Regions from separate parts of the Mus musculus genome. Here region 1 is linked to region 2. Evidence: chromatin contacts called from public Hi-C data. All regions are on one chromosome and are shown on one strand. The core of a region is the stretch at or near the end of the contact, and the rest is flanking DNA. Distances in the headings are between cores, read along the strand shown. Region 1 has its middle 4.6 kb from the start of Gm36750. Region 2 holds the start of Unc5b (unc-5 netrin receptor B).

Region 1 (2,700 bases), core at 82-2,581, 62 kb before region 2:
TCTCACCCTAAAGGGGACCCTTTTCCCTGGCGGGTGGCATAGCTAGAGCTACCAGAAGTAGCAGAGTGTGGAGAGAAGTGGCTTCTCTGGGTCCCCTAGCCCCACCCAGAAGGCTAGACTCACACCGGAGTGAGCAGTCTCAAGAGAAACAGAATTGGTGGATCCATAGGCATGCTTTACCCTACGTGTTTTTAGTGTGTGTCTGCATTTGCACATGTATGTACAGATGTTTGTGTGTGTGTGAGTGTGCAGGCACTAGCCAGAGGTCAAGAGGAGCCCTCCTGAGACAAGGTCTCTCTCACTAGGATCCAGAGATCCCCAATTTTGGGCTAGGCTGGCTGGCTGGTGAGCCTCAGAAATCCTCCCATCTCCATCTTCACAGCTCTTGGATTACAAGGAGGACTGCCATTAAGAGGGGTTTTTGTTTGTTTTTTTTTTTTTACTATGTATTGGGGAACAAATCCAGGTCCCCATACTTGTGCGTACCTTGCCTGGGACCCAGCCTGCCTGCAGCCCCCTGCTAGTGCAAGCTCAGCAGGGAGGTGACTGTGAAGGGCCCAGCTCGGGCCTCTCAGCAAGTTACAGCAGAGCTGAGGGACCCACAGGCAGGGCTGCTGCTCTGGACAGGGGAAGGCTGCTCCTCCATCCTGGCTCACCCTCCCTTCCAGGGACTGTGATTGAGGCGTGTGGTTCCCTTGGAAACAGTGCTCCTTGTCTCCTGGGGTCAGAATCACTTAATCTGTAGTTATAGCAATTTCGATGCTAGTGGGGGGAGAGACCCCAGATACCCTGCACATCCCCACACCACCCGCCACGCTCCTCCTCCTCCTCCTCCTCCTCATCATCATCATCATCATCATTACCCCCTCATTCTCACACTCGGCTTCCCAGAGTGTGTGTATAGCGTGAGACAGCACACATGTACACACACACACACGCGCGCGCGCGTGTGTGTGTGTGTGTGTGTGTGTGTGTGTGTGTGCGTGAGAGAGAGGGAGAGAGAGAGAGAGAGAGAGAGAGAGAGCTTTCTCCCAAGCTCAGACAGCTGCTAATGACTCTGTTTTCTAGCCCCCAACTGAAAAGGGACAATCAAGTCCCCACCAATTACCTCTCTCGGTACGAGGTTTCCCTGAGAACCGGAGCCAGCACACCCTCACTTTTCAAAGGCTACGTTACAATCAGATTAGGAGTGGGAAGGAGGAAAGTGGCCAGGCAATCCATTTTCTTTGCTCTCCTCTGTTCAAGAGACTTCGATGTGTACAGGGTGTGCTGGAGCGTGACTCTGGACAGCATCGTCTTCTGTCAGCATCCCATGCCGTTCCTGAACTAGAAACCCTCCGAAGGGCTGCTGTCTGACTGAGCCCCACTGTGACTCCCTCTCACCCTGGGATCTAGTAGTTTGGTGCTGAATAAAAGAGTGCAAGGTCTCGAGAAGGCAAAGGTGAGCACCCACTCAGAGCAGAGATGACCCGATCCCCTCCCCCAGCTACACTCCAGTTCTGACTATGGAAACAGCTGGCACAGAGGAGGAAAAGGAGAGGCTGCTGAGTGTCGTGGGAGTTAGGAGGACCCAAGCACAGGGTGGGAGACGACACTGCCAACACCAGGAAGCAGATGTTGAAATAGATCCACAGTTTGAGGTTGAGCCAAGAAACTAAGGAAAAACACCTCCCCAAAACAGTAAATCACAGATAAAGGCCACAAAGGAGCTCGTGGCCACACTTGGAGCCCAGAATCCCGGGAAGCCTAACAGTAGCAGAGATTAGGAGGGGCAGAGAATGGGAGAGCCCTCAAGTCCTGCCCAGGGTCCTTGTCCATCAGAGAAGTCCAACATCCATCAGGAACCTGAGGAAGTATGGAATGATGAGGGTGGGGAATGGAGATGGGCGGGGAACGGAGGTGGAAATGGCTCTTTTCAAAACTGATGACACGGGCTGGTGAGATGGCTCGGTGGGTAAGAGCACCCGACTGCTCTTCCAAAGGTTGGAAGTTCAAATCCCAGCAACCACATGGTGGCTCATAACCATCCGTAACAAGATCTGACTCCCTCTTCTGGAGTGTCTGAGGACAGCTACAGTGTACTTACATATAATAAATAAATAAATTAATTAAAAAAAAAAAAAACTGATGACACAAACCTGTGTCCCTGTAGGGACATCAAGACTGTAGATTGGTTCAGCGGTGCCCTGCCCACAGGCTCACCAGCCTGACTGTGTAACACCTTCCAGGCGGTGGGTCTGAGTGCCTTTCACATCAGCCTCTAAGACAACATGAGGCTACTCCATCGTTTTGTGTAGGGCAGGGCAGGAATGCGTGTGGGGGTGGGGTGAGTGTACCCATGTGTGCATAGGTTTCCACATAAGGCCAGAGGACATCCTCGGTTGCCGTTCTTCAGACACTAGCCACCTCCTTTCTGAAATAGGGTCGTTCACTGTCCTGGAACTCATCACGTAGGTTAGGCTGGCTGGCCAGTGGGCCCCAGGGACACCTCTCTCCATCTCCCCTGGAGTGGGGTTAGAAACACGGACCACCGTGTCTGGCTCTTCCATGATGAGTTTGGAGGAATTGGACTCAGGTCCTCCTGCTTGCAAGGCAAGCACTTTACTGACTGAGTTATCCCCTCCCAGCCTCCACTTTGTTCTTCCTAATGGCTACATAGTTTCATCTCTTAGCTAGGCTGCCAGCCAGCCAGCAACAAAG
Region 2 (2,700 bases), core at 63-2,562:
CTGGGTGGCCAGCCATGATGTGGGGCGTCACCTATAGCCACAGCCTTCTATAGATCTCCAGTCTTCATTTTGTGGAGTTGGGATAGAGGGGGTGTCGAGAAATCCCGCTTTCATTGCCTCCCTCTCCCCCAAACACAGCTAGCATGGATCTTCTTGCTTCTCTGCCCTCACACCACCAACCTCTTAGTCAGCAACTATGGCTCCCAAACCTTTCTTCTCCAATCTAGGAAAAACTTGGGAATACTAGGTTCTTTTGGATACCTCCCACCCTCCCACCCTTCTACCCTCCTACCCGACTTCAGAACCTGGCTAGGCTGCTCTCTTCCTGAAGAAGAGGGCTGATCCAGATCTGCAAAGAGGAAAAGCTTAGGAGGTCAGCAGATAAGGGGTAGGGGCTGCTTCTTTATAGCATTATGGAATTAGCCCGTTAGTGGGCTCCCACATGGAAGTGCTGTGAGCTTCCTGTGAGCGGATGCACAGACATCTCCCAAGTCTCCTCTGGTCACGTAAGCTTATGGGCCCACCTCTGGGTGACAAGGACTTCCTTCAAGAACCTTGGGAAGGGATGCCACCATTTGTGCCCCCACTTTCTACCTATTTCCCACATTCTGCTCCTCAACCCCTTATGAGACAGCTAACATCATTCTTCCCCATTTCACAGGTGACAGTGATGGAGACAGCTAAGCAGCTCCTTCAAGGTCACGCGCTTAAGGAGCAGAACCAGAACCAAGTTTGTGCTCGGAGCAAAACACAGCAGCAGGTTCCCTCCCCACACACGTCCTTTTATTCAATTGGACTGGTTCACCATATCCTAGGATGAGCCATCCTTCCGGATCCCACGTAAAGAGTTCTGTCCTGGGTCGAGGAGAAAAACAGAACCAATCACGATCCTAACTCATGCCCAAATATCCACAGCTGGAACTCCCCAACTACATCCCCCGCTCCACCAGGACTTGAGTGTTTGACATTTTTTCTTAAACACCCCCATCCCCTTTTGAGACCGAATCAAAAGCGAAAGCTGATTCACACCCAAGCTAAGAAGTGTACGAATGTTTATTTCCTTTATTTTTGGAAAGAAAATCCGGTAGACTCCGCCGCTTTCAGCGGACCGGTTTTCCGGTGCTTTGGATCCTGCGTTCTTCAAGGATCCCCTCTGATAAGGCCCCAACTCGGCCGCGCCTACACAGCGGTAGGGTACCCCCCCTCGCTGGGCCCCGTGGCTCCGCCCCCGTCCTCCAGGCCCCGCCTTCTATCGCGTGAGGCCCCGCCCCGGCCCGCTGACTCTAGGGCGAGCGCGCGGCGGCGCTGGGCATTGTGGCCGGCGGCAGGGCGGGCGAGGGCGCGGAGCCGCGGGGAGCGGCAGGGCGCAGAGGGAAGCACACACCCCACTCGGACAGACTTCGCGGCGCGGCCGCTACGAGCGCCGCTGAGCGCACTCCACTGGGATCGCACAACTTCGGAGCAGGGCGCGGACGGCGCTCGCAGCGGGAGAGCGCGGAAAGGGCGCACCAGAGCCGGGATCCCCAGCGGCGTCCGACTCCCGGAGCGCTCCTAGTCGCCGGGCGGCCTCCCGGCGCTGCGCGGTTGCCTCTGCGCCTACGGAGGGCACGGGCTGGCGCTGCCGGGCGCCTGCGAGAACGGCGAGGCGGCGGCGAAGGCGAAGGCGGCGAGGCTGGGGACCGGGAAAGAACCCCGAGGGAGAGGCGCCCGGGCCGGGGGACAGGAGCATGAGGGCCCGGAGCGGGGTGCGGAGCGCGCTGCTGCTGGCGCTGCTGCTTTGCTGGGATCCGACACCGAGCCTAGCAGGTAGGTGCGAGAGGGAGTGGAACACAGGGATGCGGTCCTGGCGCGTCTCAGCGTCCAACTGCAAGTTCGGGTGGTTCTTGGCGGAGTCACTGCGCTCCGAGAACGCCGTGGACGCGTCCAAGTTAAAAGGCAGCTTCGGTGCTCGGGAGAGGGGGCGACGCGTGGCCACCTGGGGTGCCACGTAAGCTCGAAGCTCCCTGCTCCTGCCTCCAAGGGATAGTTGCTTCCCGTGGAATGGGGTCTGATTCACTTCCAAGTGACCCCTGACTATCACGGAAAAACTGTCACTGCCAGGGCCAGGTGTGTGTTCTCTGCGGTTCGCCTGCAACTTAGGTCTGAGTACAGGCTCCCGCGGGCTGCACGCGCAGCATTCTGAGGGTCGCGGACAGAGAGCAGGATACTGCGGAACCCTGGAAGCGCTTCTTCTCGGCCTTTGGGGAGCCGAGGCCCGAAGGCTTTAAGCTACTGAAGGGGGAGGGGCCGACTCCTGTACACCGTGATCTCCGGAGGTGCGGCGCGGGCGGGTATGAAAAGGTTTCGTGGTTGGTGGATTGTTTGGGGGTGAGTGTTGGCAGAGAGTGGAGGGGCGTAATGTATCTCCTTTCGACTTTGCCTATTTTCAATAGGTTATTGGTATTCTCAGTGTCCAGGTGAGCTCGCCTCTGCACTGCACCTGGACCCAGTAAAGATGCTCTTAAGAGGGTTTGGTGGACTCCTAAGTTTATAAAGTCCCCGATTCTCCTCTCATCGCGAAGATGGAAGTGTCTTGCTGGCTCTGTAGTAGCTCGGCTGGGCGTTGCAAAGTGGGCTGCGTCTTCCTTGGAAGGAAAAGTAGACACTCGCACCAACCTCTCTGGTACCCAAGCAGGTGAACTGCCGTTAGGGTGAATCGAC

The links. A called contact is a pair of places that touch in the nucleus more often than the background predicts.
Region 1: a Hi-C map of the N1E-115 cell line shows a contact between it and region 2, with 9 times the contacts expected there. The contact joins the enhancer-like site here to the promoter of Unc5b in region 2. A contact is called at or near these places in 4 of 39 promoter capture datasets (HPC-7-derived erythroid cells, the SN4741 cell line, hippocampal neurons and 1 more), 1 of 15 datasets of contacts at CTCF or cohesin (the NIH/3T3 cell line), 9 of 484 Hi-C or Micro-C datasets (the CH12 cell line, the N1E-115 cell line, bone marrow-derived macrophages and 4 more), 6 of 115 datasets of contacts at active chromatin or transcription factors (double positive thymocytes, embryonic forebrain, embryonic stem cells and 2 more) and 2 of 9 other capture datasets (liver and pancreatic islet).

Annotation. Positions count from the first base shown.
Region 1 is chr10:60,891,907-60,894,606 of GRCm38.p6, reverse strand. No RefSeq gene overlaps it. Among named protein-coding and RNA genes, the nearest start is that of Gm36750, 4.6 kb to the right of the region's middle. Within about 2 kb of position 1,331, at least 18 of the 459 cell types and tissues checked have an H3K27ac peak or open chromatin away from gene starts, as enhancers often do. A contact at or near this core is called in the N1E-115 cell line, where this site is marked.
Region 2 is chr10:60,830,193-60,832,892 of GRCm38.p6, reverse strand. Unc5b (unc-5 netrin receptor B) reads left to right here and starts at 1,312. Exons shown (of 17, transcript NM_029770.3): 1 at 1,312-1,806. The coding sequence starts at 1,728.